2 separate regions of the Mus musculus genome follow, and region 2 is linked to region 1. The links are chromatin contacts, called in public HiChIP or PLAC-seq maps. All regions are on one chromosome and are shown on one strand. Each heading gives the region's core, a stretch centred on a gene start, on an enhancer-like site or on the middle of the called end of the contact. The rest is flanking DNA. Distances are from core to core; before and after follow the strand shown. Region 1 has its middle 37 kb from the start of Gm51649. Region 2 overlaps BC034090 (cDNA sequence BC034090).

Region 1 (6,429 bases), core at 2,201-4,700:
AAAGCAGAGGCAAAGGATTAGGGATTGGCTAACAAGAGATAGAGAACTATTTTCCTAAGTCAAACGCACTGGTGGGAACCTCTGGGAGCTAGCCCAGGGAGTGTGGGACTACAGCTGCTGGGCTGAGTGTGAAGGCAAGAGCTGAAACAAGAGAGGGGAGGAGATCTCTGGCAGGACAGTATGGAGCAAGGGAAGAGTAGAAAGTTGTGAAGTTTCCTACATCACTCCTAGGTCTTTCTAAGGGAGTAACTGAGGAGGGGGCTGGTTGGGACAGGGGAAAGAGAGGTCATCCAGAATACTGACATCATGTTGAGCCAGCCTGGAAGAGTGTCTTGAAGCCAAGGAACAGCAATTGCAGATGGCTTTGAGATGGAAGATGCTAATGTATTAAAAACAACATAGGAGACCAGGGTGGCTAGAATTGGTAAGAAGAAGGAAGGTAGTGTCAGTTGCGTGTGGCAGTAGGTACTACTGTTTGTATTCCCCAAAAGGATATAAAAAGTCATGTATAGACTTTTAAAAAAATATCCTTCTGGCTTCAGGAAGATAGGTACTTGTGGGCAAGCCAAGAGTAGAGGCAGGGTGAGCCGTGGAGAGGTTCTTTGAATAGTTAGGGAGGGGCATGAAAAATGGTGACTTGGGCTAGGATGGTAACTAGATACAGAGTGAAGAATTTAAAGTAGAAAACACAGCACACAATGAAACCCAAGGTGCTCCTGAACCTTGGCAATGATTAAAACCACTGGGTCTCGAGGTTCTAGACTTACAAGTGGTGGGGATTGTCTCCTGGGACATGAGAGTCTACCTTATTCTCCACTCTGTTTTACACAGGTACTCAGCAGATAGCAAAGGGACCACATTTAAATTTATGTTGTCCCTCAATGCTTCTAGTGAGCATTCATAATCTGTGTTACTTCAATGTCCGTTACGGGTCTGCTCTGCTCCTGCCAGGCTGGCAATAGTCTAGTGTCTAATGCTTGCATTGGGGTACCTTTGCTGGAAAGTGGAATAGGGATGAGAAGGAGACTCAGACAGAAAGAAACACATCACAGTGTCCCCCAGTGATTGCTATCATCGCCTATAAATTTGTCATTTCTGGTAATCTGAGGAGACTGTGACAAGAGGATCGCTTTGAATTCATGGTGAACCTAAGCAAGTGCTAGGCTAGCCAGAGCTACATTGCAAGGCCATGCTCAAAATAGAAATTTATGAAAAAAATGATTTCTGGGTTTTCCTTTTTATCTTAAAATGCTCTCCTCTTCTTCTCATCCTCTCTCCTCCAGCTCCACCTCCCTACTTCCTCCTCCCCTCATATCTTTGGCTTTTGATACAGGGTCTTTCAATGTATTAACCCATTAGGCTGGCCATTACAGATGTGCACCACCATGACTGGTTCAAAGCTGGCCATTACAGATGTGCACTACCATGACTGGCTAAAGTGCTCCTTCTTAATACCTGCTCTCCTCTGGCACCCATTATGCTTCTCCTTCTATGTTGGAAGAGATGTCCTCACTCCCAGTGCTCCCAGTTCAAGATCCTCCCAGACATGTCCTGCTCCATCTCCATCCCGCCCCACCCCCGCCTGCTGTCCAAGCTCTGTTCTGTGTTCAGCCTTAGCACTCTTCCCGCATCCCTGCCTCCTTCCTCTTCACCAAGGACACACGTGCTCATCCCTGCTGCCTCATGCCTCATTTGCCTTCGTTCTTTTAGTGATATCACTGGTAATGGCACCCCTCCCTCCCTAAGCTTCAAAAGAGTAGGCTCTAGGGACAGGGTGAGTCTCTTCTGTCTAGCAAAGAAAGGTGCTGAAGCCTGTCATGTAGCTCTGACCTCCCTGGCTTCCAGAGTGTCCTGAGAATTAGAAGTTTGTAAACCGCCTTGAGTTCCTTGGGGACCACTAGGAAGAGGAAAGGATAAAAATCACCGCACGTAAAGCAGCCAGTGAACTCATTCCCAGTCTCCCCCACTGGGTTATGATTAGGAACGCTTCAGATGAAATATCACATTCCATCAAGGCAGGTGAGGCCCGTGTGAGGCTGCTAATTGTCATAAAAAGCTTAATTTGCACTTGTGAGAATTTCTCATTTCACTGAGTTGGGGAAATCGGGTGGTAGAGATGAGGCCACTCAGGGGAGCATTCCAGGCTCATCCTTGGCTTGGTGATGGGAGATGATTGTTCCAGTACAGCAGTCAAAGCTTGACAGCTCCCTGCCATTAACGCTCCAGCTATTCTTTTCCGCAGCAATCTCACTGTTTCTCCTGTCTCCTAGCAGAGACTTGGTATCCCTTACTTCCTCACCTACCTCCCCTTAGCTTTGATTTTCCTCCAGCCCTCGCTTCATTCCCTCCTCCCTCCCTTCCCTCGTCTTTCTCTATTTATCTTTCTCTATTTACTTCCTTCCTAGGAGTCTTTCCTTCCTCTCATAATAGTATGTGTTGCCTACAAGCAAATGGAGTCGAGACAGATAACATGATGAGTTAGGAAAATGGGGAGCCTGCTTTCCTATAATCTATAAACCATTTTTTTTTGTCAACTAACAAGGCAAGACTTGTAATAACACATTGCAAGGCTGTTCATGATCTGTGCATACACACAGCCATTGGTCCATCCACTCTTCTCAATGCATCCGTTCATGCATCCATGTGTGCACACGTCTAAACACACACACACACACACACACACACACACACACACACACACACACACACACACACACATCCCTCTATCCAACAATTCCTTGGGGAAAGGCTACTACATGTAGGGCAGTTTTGTGGGCAATTACTGTAGGTACCACCAGTATACCACCGATAGTGATGCTCCGATGGCCAAACCAGACTTCTCTGAGAAGTCTTAGAGGTCAGTCTTATCTATGGAGATAAGCGGGACCCCAAGGAAAAGACATTTTGACTGAACCATACAGGCGAGGAGTTAAGCTGTCGAAGGCAAGAAGGGGCTTAGCTAGCTGCTGGAGGGAACAGCTTGTGACAGGGCTTGGACAAAGCTTCTTCTGTGGATCTTCCACACATCACCAGTGAGGTGAGACTACCAAAATGAGTCCCAAGACCCAGGCAAGGGCTTATCCCTCATCTAAAGCTTGAGAGTCAATTTGAAGTTCCCTGTAGAACATCTGAAGGATGGTGAAGTAGGTCATCCGTAGGGTCTAGAGCTACATGACAAACCTTCCTGGTGGAAAGTGATGGAAATTCTCTGGCTGACATGGGAGCCACTGGCTGTTGGCCTACTGTTTCCTACCTAGTTGGATTGTTTCCTACCCAGTTTGATTGTGACTATGTGACAGAGAAACTCAGCTGCACACACACACACACACACACACACACACACACACACACACACACACACACACATACACACACACACATATAATACATGCAGTGAGCAGCTATCTTTGTGGGCAGTGCAGACCAGCAGAGTCACATCTGTTTTCCCACACACAGCATCCCCAAACGGGAACTCCTGCAACTTTCAGTTTCTATGCACTGCTATGGCCTGTGGCACCTTCTGGTTCTCTCAGTTAAGTGACTGGCTGATGACAATTTTTATGTGTGTCTCCTTTCTCCTCCATGAATGTTCACCCTCAGAATGGCGACTACTCTCGGGTTTTGGTGTTGTCTCTGAGCACATCACTGCAGAGCCTCAGTCTATTGAATACTTTTCACTTGATTGGTTAGCTCCTGTCCTTTTTTTGGGACTTTGAGATACAGAATTCAAGGCAGCAAATACCAGCTTTCCCAATGGGCCATGCATGTGATCTGTGTGCCCTGGCCCCCTGCAAGGACACAGGGGACCTGAGAGATGTCACAAGGCACAGTAGCTGTTGGGAAGCACGGCTCCCCTCTGGAATTTCTTGCTTGTCTATCTCTAGATGCCTTGGTGCTGGGAAGGAAGTGTGTGAGGTGGAGGGAGCCTTTGCGGGAGGGTGAGTGCCACCTTTTGGCTCCTGCCATCACCATACAGAGCACTTGAACGGCTTCCCTGAGTTCTTCACAGGAGCACAGTGACAGTGACAGTGACAGAGATTTTGCTTTCCATTCTCGTATTTTCTCTTGACAGTCAAATCATTTTCCCATGGAGGTTTACAGTTTTAAAATGATCAGAAAGAGGACTGATCCCCCTGCCGATGCTTTCAGCTCAGATTGAGGCACAGAAGGGGCATGCTCTCATGGAAACTTCTCTGCCTTGAATTGGGGGTGGGGGGATAAAGGATGCTCTGACTCTTCCCTGCAGCCCCTCAACCACCAGAGCCAGGGACTCAGAACTCCGCTTGAGGGAGAGGACAGCCGCCCCCAGCTCAGCCATGCAACAGCAAGAACCTCATGACATAATACCCAGGGCAGATGGCATTGTCTGATTTTCAGAGAGTATGGAGATTGGAGGCATGGTAATTCTTGTGGCAGAACAGAGATCTTCCCCTGAAGAGTCCCGATTCCCATTAGGGGTGGGGTTCTTTTCACAGAACACCAGACTCTCAAATATTTACTCAGTGCTTGCTTTTCCTCAGTACAGCCTGCTGGTCACTGTCACCTGAAATGACAGGGACCTCGTTTTCATGTATGGCTACCTCCCTCACCGTTGGAATGCATTTCTCTGGACTGAGATGAAATCTTTCCTTTGTTACTCTACTCCTGGTCCCACCTTTCCCTTTGGGGTTTTATAGACCAGCCTGAGCATCTCTCCTCCATGCAGGCACTCCCAGGTTTGCTGATTGCTGGGCCTTTCCTTCCCAATATGGGCTCCCAGGATCCTGGTGATAGTTTCTCAGAGGATAAGGGCTCTAGATCTTCAGTCTTCTTGGCTGACAGCCTTTAGTGTCTCCACAGAGTGGAGCACTAGGCAGAGCAGGGAGAAAACTAGCCCTGTCTGCATTCTAGATGCTCCTGCCTCTAAGACAGGTCCCCAATTACAGTGGATGCTCACTGTCAGGGAGTTTATTATCCACATTGTCCTGGGTCCTTGCAACCTGCAGATGCTAAAATAGCTCATGTTGTGCTGTTGCTTCTAGGAAAGTAGAAATGCAGGGTTGGGTCCCTGTGGACCTCTTTCACAGCATTTACAATAGGAGATCAGTATGAAAGCTTGTTGTGTGTGTATTTCTCTTACACATCATATTTAATACATAATGTTGATTCTTCATCATCGAGCTCACAGCCAACAATGTAGTTCATGCCTGAGCCAGGCTTACCCATGCGCTTTCTTTAGGAGGCATGCCTCCATCTCCTTGTGCTTAGAGCACCAGACAGCAGGCATGTCAACACTGTGCTCAGGGCCATTCTATAGAGCAAAACCACCAACAGCCACATAAAAACTGAAACATGAAGTGGACTGAGAGAACTTGTTTGTAGCATAAGATCTGAAACAGCAGACACAAAGTAGCTACCTTGTCTCACCTCAGCTAGAGATGAGTGTGGGCAGTGAGTCCAGTGTTTTTCTACCTTTGAGTATATGCAGATGAGCCACAAGTATTGATTCGGATGTTACAGATCTTTTAGTGAGTGGGTGAATTCATAAATACAGGACCCACAGGGGATGAGGATGAACTGTGCTATGAGTAGATACAAAGAAGCAAGAAGCCTGGCTTTTTGAAGACCCTGGGCAACGGACACCATGTGCTCTGCAGAACAATCAAGGTCTCTGCATGGGTACATTCCAGGGAGGTGCTACCTGATGTCTGTGTCTTTGTGACACATATGCCTTCCTTTCTGTCCTGTGCCTTCTTCCTTTGGAGTCTCAGCTCCAGGAAGACCAGACTCTTATTTCCAGGAGTGTTTCACCCACAGCGGCCCCCAATAAACATTTGTTCCTGGGGCTGATGCCAGTGTTGGTTTGGAGCAGAAGGAGCAGAGGGAGAGAACAAAACGAAACAAAGGATATGCTCAGGATTGAGGCAAAGGCAGAGCTGTCCATGAACTAAACACAGAAATGAGGAGGCTGTGGAAGAAAATGAAGTCGATCAAGCATCTGCAGTTGCAGGTGTGACTGTAGGCGAGGCTACCTTGACTGGGGTGGGGATAAATGAAGTCTTACCTACGTTCCTGGGACCTTCCTTCTTGACTTCACAAGACCATCTCTCTCTCTCTCTCACTGCTTCAAAAGACCCACTGCTCTCGCTATCACTCACTACTGTGCTTTTGGAACATGTCAGGGATGTCAGATGCAAACAAGGGCATCTTCCCTTCATGCTTTCTCAGTGGAGCATGGTCAATGACGGAGCCTCGGCTCCCACAGTTGCTAAGTGAGCACCGCAGTGTACCCTTCATCAGAGGTTGGTGGACTTCTAATAAGAGAGGAGAACTTCTAATAAGAACTTAGTAAGGAGGAGATAGCTTGCAAAAGATGTGCCATCCAAGCTGTTTGGAGATGGCTGTTGGTTCCATTGTGCAGGTATCTGTTGCTCTCTGTGTCCTCCTGGC
Region 2 (6,091 bases), core at 3,566-6,065, 400 kb before region 1:
TCGCCACACCCAGCTTTTGTTTTTCCTTTCAAAATAAAAATAATATTTCTCTCTTTGAAATGAATTCTGAAGTGGCTCAGTTCAGCATCTGTGTATAAACAGGCTACAGCTGGAGCTCACAGAACACAGACGATTACTGTATTGCCCTGAGAACAGATTTTTTTTTCTTTACTAGAACTTACAGCCCACTTCCCTCTAGCAAAGCAGGGCATTGTCCCTGGCTCCCAGGAGGAAGGAGGGGTGGTTCTGAGCTGGATGCAGGATCTCCAGTGAGCCGTGCTTGTGTTGTATAGACCTGGCTGCCCAGCCTGTCCCACCTCTGTGTTCTGCCTGATGAGATGGATGTGTTTGCAGTTGTTCAGTATTTCCTTCCAACACTGACATCTGCCTCTGGGACAGACATACGTGGGTGGTGCAGGTCTTCAGAGCTGGGACACACCATCAAGGGGTATTTATTCTGAGTTCTCCAGAGAAGCACAACCACTGGGGTGTGCCTGTATATAAAGAGGCTCACTTTAAGAGTTGGCTCTCAGACTTGTAGAATTCTGGAAAATCCCAAACCTGCAGGACAGGCCAAGCAGTTCAAAGTCAGCTTGCAGGCAGAATCCCTTATTTCTCCAGGGAGGTCAGAGGTCAGCCTTGGTTTTCCAACCTCAGGCCTTCAACTGCTAGATGGATGAGGCCTACCACATGACAGAAGGTACTCTACTTTTCTCAGAATCGGTCAGGTTAAATGTTAATTTTGTCAACAACAACAAAAAAGCCCTCTGCAGTAACATCCAGAATATGTTTGAGCAAGTATCTAGGTGCCAGGGCCTACTAAGTGGATATTGTGTTACCAGCCATTGGAGATGGTGCCTGTAGTCGTCGCAATCTGAGAACTTCTCAGAGATCTCCGCCCAGGCTCAGCCACGCTCCAGACGTACTGTGTAGAAAAGGGTTTTTAGGATCAGCCTTTGTGAAGCGAAGGGGAGCTTATTAAACAAGGAGGACACATGCTCAAAGTGACAGGTTTGAGTGTGGCACATATTTAAATGTCCCGTCAGGCACGTGATTTGTGGCCTTTGACATTACAAAGGATGGAGCCAGAGCTGGAAGCAGTGAGGGCCTTGATTGTTTACCCCAGATGCTGTCACTATGGCCTGCTGGTGGGTGTTGTGATGTCAGCTGTACTCCATGAGGGACCAAGTCAGGAGGGAAACAGGATAAGAGGCCACCACATGGGGATAGTGACATAAGTCAGTCCCAAAGACTTAGTCCGTGGGTCAGTCAGTGGGGAAAACTCCAGCAGGAAAAGGAAGAAATGTGGGCCGTGGGTCTGTTACCTGGCTGTTGGGTCCTGAGATGGCATTTGTGTGCAGCTGAGCAGGATCTGGCCACCAGCTAGCATTTTCCAGAGCTAAAGCTAAAAAGGATATGAAGCACAGCAGTGTGCATCCGAAGGCAGCGTTGGTGTGTGAGGTAGGGACTAGGGCAGGAGCTCTGCCGTTGTGTTAGGAGAGGCACCAGGGTCTGCCCAGGTGCAGCCCATCCCAGCAAGGCCTGAGGGATCCTGTGTGGGATCCTCAGGTCAGGGATGCTCCAAGTCCCAGACTTCCAGGCCCACAGAATACCCATGGAGACTTCCCTCAGAGGCTTTTCAGCACTTCAAACTGCTCCTCAGTGGTCACAGGGGGCGGGTTCTAGGAGCCCCCTTGGATACCAGAACCCTTGACATAAAAGAGTGTAGCTTTTACACCCCGATTAGCCACATCCTCCTGTGCATCCCTAGATTACCCACAGCCTTTAAGCACAGAAGTGCTTTGCAGTGGTAGCTGCTTTGTAGTATTTAAGGGCTATCTTCTATTTTGTACTGTTGAGTGGTTCTCAACCTGTGCGCCACAACCCTTTTGGGATTGAATGATCTTTTCACAAGGGTCACATATCAAATATCCTGCATATTAGATATTTACATTACAATTCATTATAGTAGCTAAATTACAGTTATGAAGTAGCAATAAAATAATTTTGTGGTTGGGGTCACCACACCATGAGGAACTGTACTAAAGGGTCGCAGCATTAGGAAGGTTGAGAACCACTGCTTTTAAGGGAAGACAAAGAAAATAAAGTCCCTATGTGTTCTGTACGGACACACAGATCCAGAGTTTTATTTTCAAATGTTTTTATTATGTGACTGGTTGAATCTCCAGATGTAGAGCTCCTCACACAGGACTGACTGAACATGTTTCTACAATCTGTCACTGTCCACACACACACACCCACACACACACACACACACACACACACACGTATACACACACACGTATACACACGTGCATACACATGCACACATACACACACATGTATACACACATGCACACACAGAGTGCACATAAGGTCTGCCTTCTTTCTTCTGCATAGTCCCTGGCTTAGTAGCTTTTCTTGTTAACTCATGCTGAGCCCAGCAGTAGAGAGTGAGTTAAAAATAAAGAAGGATGTATCAGTTTTGTTGAGCAGCTGTGTACTCAGATGTTTTGAGATGTGCTCATCCTGCAGGGCTTGGGGCTTGTCACGTGTCTTCCCGGGAGCCTGACTGGGGGTAACCTTGTGGATTGTTGGTACCGTCAGGCACCATGGGAGAATGTGCCCCAGAGTGGTGAGGCCTGGGCCAGAGCACATCCAGGGCACACTGGTTATCCTCTCCACCTCCCTGCATGTGACTTTTCTCCTGTCTCTTCACTAGAAATGGCCAGAGAAGCCCAGCCCCGGAATTGAGGACCACCTCTGCCTACAGAGAGAACCTCCAGAATGGGAACTTGAATGACCCCTCCAGCATAGAGTCCAGCAATGGGCAGTGGCCCAAGCAAGAAATGCCCCTGTCTCATGTCCGTTTTGAAGATGAGTCTGCCCACGAGGCTGAATTCCGGTACCTGGACCGGCTTCAGCAGCGCCAGCGTCAAGTGTTAAGCACAGTGCTCCATGCTGTGGACCAAGGACCTCTACGCTCCAAACCCGACCTAACCAACTACATTAACCGCATTGTAGGGAATAGCTCATTTCATAGGGCCGTGGGCTGCCTGGACCAGAGTAACTTCCCTGTACCACCACCTCCTTGGGACAATGAGAGGAAGTGTCCAGCCTGTGGCAGCTGTCTGGAGGAGCGTTGCCCTGCTGAGGAGAGGGCAGCCTCTGACCTGAGAGTCCTCCGGAGTCTCCAGGCTGCCTGTGAGGCAGAGGCAGTACTGCTGGGGCCCTGTAATTCCCATGGTCTGAGCTCCCCATTCCCAGGGCTCCACACAGAATGGATCCGGGAAACACACATCACAGACACTGTTGCCACACACCCTGAGGAAGAGGAGGACTCTGCCCTGGACAGCACCCACAGTTCAGACAGCTGGAAAGATGGTACTGATGCCAGGACCTCTCAGTCTAGCAGGGCAGGTGAGCAGATCCGAGTGAGCAGCCCCCAGCAGCGGTGGCATGGGTCTAGGCCCCAGGGAGGTCCCAGGTGGTCCAGAAAGGCTGAGGCGGAGCTGCCCTGCGGCCTTCAGGCCTGGTCTCACCTGCCCCAGCTTGATGATGGGGTTGTAGGAGGGGAGGGGAGAGAAGCCAGTGGACACATACCTCAGGGGACTCTGTTTCCAGAGGAAGATGCTGTGCCTAAACCTGCCTTGGAACCTAAGAGACCTTGGTCCCAGGGGCAGCTTGGACCTCGGTCAGGAAGTCACTGTGCCCACCCCGAGGACTGCAGATCTCCATGCAGGACAGCTTATGCTGTGCCGTTTTCCAAGACACGTGGGTCCTCAGGATCAGGCCAACCACCAGACCAAGTTCCTGAAAGCCATGAGTCTCTGAAAACTCTCTGCACTTCTCCCCTCCAACGGAGCCATGAAGAGCCCTCTGCACCCCTCCCAGCCTCACAGTCAACATTGACCCTCCCCGAGGAAGTGCCAACCCCTCCTTCTTTGAGGAAATCCCTCTGCCCTATGCCTCCGAGGAAGTCAGTCCAGAAGGGGCATCACTGGCAGGAACACCAGGCAGAGCATATGGATAGCCCCCTGCCTGTGTCCCCTCCAAGAACTGTGGTTCTCACGCGACCCCAACCCCAACCCTGTAGCCCCCAAGTCAAGCATCCACTGCTGGACCTGTTCAACAACAACTCCAGCAGCAGCATCCCTCTAGGGCTGCAGGGGCCCTCAGGAGTGGCTGTCCACAGGAATAGATCTGAAAAGGACCAGTGCTGTCAGGAGCCTGTGCTGCCTCTGGAGAGCAATGGAGATGGTAAGGACTGCTGTCATTTGCTCTCCATCCTAATCACCTTAGGATAAGGCCCATAACTCCCCCTCCCCCCAGCCCCCAGCACCTTGTGGATCCCTCAGAGCAGCAGCAGGCCTGCAGGATGTAGGGGAGCACCAGCTGGGTGCAGGACTTAGCAAGAGCATGGAGCAAGTTAGCCAGTGTTCTGTGCTTGGGGGATGGGGAGCAGGGGCTTGGACCTCGGTGGGGATGGAGCCAGATGGGAACTCTGGGGTGTGTAGGGGAAGCTTCAGTCCACAGCTGCTGGGGCCAGGCTTTGTGGGCATTTGACTCTTGTAAACTATGAGTAATCTACTGTTGTTTAGAAGAGTGACTACCGACAGTCACCTGCCTCTTCCACCTTCTCTCTTCTGTGCTTTGCACTGCCTTGTTCACTGTTGGTCATGCACCCTGTACAAGCTCAGACCTGTCCTGCGCACTGTGGGAAATTACTCAAGCAGGCTCCCTGCCCTTAAGGTTCTCTGTGGTCACACGTGTCTGTGGGGTGCAGTGACCAGCAGGGGGAGCACTACAGCAAGCTGCCGCTCTGATCCCTCCGTGGCCCTGGTTGTCCGACCTGCTAGTAGATTCTAATGGGCAAGGCTGCCAAAGCTCCTTGCCCTAGGGAGGAGGAGTCTCGCCGTGGGCAGATTCTGTGCCCGCTCTGATCCGCACTGCTGTGATCCCAGCGGACAGCAGTGAAGTTGCTGAGGCAAAGCCTCTCCCCCCTAGTTGTTCTGCCTCCACCCATCTCCCGCCCTCCACACCGAGCTCAGCTGTGCCTCCCTCTCCTGTGTGGGCTCCAGGCTGGTGTGAACCTAGCCACGTCCTGCAGACCTTCTGAGATGCAGTGACCTTTCTGGGAACCCTGAGTCTGCACTTCCTTGAGAACTTAGTGAGGATTCTCTTATTAGTGACAGGGCCCCTGGGTAACCGCTTCCTCTCTCTATCCTCATGTTTTCTTATCTAGACGGGGAGGGTTAAGATACAGCCTGTCTCGTGGGAACCACAGGGCAAGTCTATGAAGGGTTCAGTCACCCTTCATATCACCAAGTGCATACAATGGACCCAAGATGGAAGCTATAGTAAAAGCTGTGGCAATTTTAGATTGTTTCCCCAGTTCTCGACTGTGTCCCTTGACACGGAATGGGCATGACCTACCACAAGTAACTAACACTTAACAAATACTTATTAGGTGCCCAGCTGGGTGATGGGGTAACAGTAGTCCACAGTCCTCCATAGCACCCCCACTCTTATCCTCAAAGTTTCCAGTTTAGCAGATGCTCAAGGATGAGCCCCGCCTCCTTCACTGACTGCTTCCTGGGCTTCTACTGCTTCTGCTCCTACGGCTCCCACCTCTCCCCGGCATCTCCTGCTCCTCAGGTCAGGCTGGGAAATGGGCCTTTCCCCCGTGTGACCTGTGGGGACAGTCATGTAGCAGGGGCGGCTCTGTGGCTGTTGCAGGAACACTCCAGGACTCTCTCCAGTCAGTGGATATCGCCACTGTCAACTCTACAGCCATCACCCTCGCCCTTACCTCAGAGGAGCCTGAGCGCAGCCAGGAGTGGGGAGGAGGTTCACAGAGGACAGGATCCAGCTCTGGGGGCCATGTGCCCACTGGGTGAGTGGCAGGAGCAAGCCCTGACGACATAAGGCATGCTGGATGGGGACATACCACCTGGAGCATAGTGTCTCTTAACTTCCTCTTCCAGACCCAGAAGGCCCTAGACCACATCCTGGTGCCCTAAACCACCCTCCCTAATTCTGTGTGTGTGTGTGTGTGTGTGTGTGTGTGTGTGTGTGTGTGTGTGTGTGT

Evidence for each region. HiChIP or PLAC-seq counts read pairs in DNA pulled down with a chosen protein or histone mark.
Region 2: an H3K4me3 HiChIP or PLAC-seq map of the 230-238 cell line shows a contact between it and region 1, with 8 times the contacts expected there. The contact joins two enhancer-like sites. A contact is called at or near these places in 1 of 39 promoter capture datasets (pre-B cells), 3 of 115 datasets of contacts at active chromatin or transcription factors (the 230-238 cell line, differentiating embryonic stem cells and large pre-B cells) and 3 of 9 other capture datasets (adipose tissue, liver and pancreatic islet).

The regions. Positions count from the first base shown.
Region 1 is chr1:154,820,327-154,826,755 of GRCm38.p6, reverse strand. It overlaps a transcript of Cacna1e not described here. Among named protein-coding and RNA genes, the nearest start is that of Gm51649, 37 kb to the right of the region's middle. Within about 2 kb of position 3,450, at least 26 of the 459 cell types and tissues checked have an H3K27ac peak or open chromatin away from gene starts, as enhancers often do. A contact at or near this core is called in the 230-238 cell line, where this site is marked.
Region 2 is chr1:155,223,080-155,229,170 of GRCm38.p6, reverse strand. It overlaps BC034090 (cDNA sequence BC034090), which reads left to right. Exons shown (of 10, transcript NM_001370865.1): 5 at 2,723-4,260; 6 at 5,740-5,896. Among named protein-coding and RNA genes, the nearest start is that of Gm31102, 17 kb to the left of the region's middle. Within about 2 kb of position 4,815, at least 166 of the 459 cell types and tissues checked have an H3K27ac peak or open chromatin away from gene starts, as enhancers often do. A contact at or near this core is called in the 230-238 cell line, where this site is marked.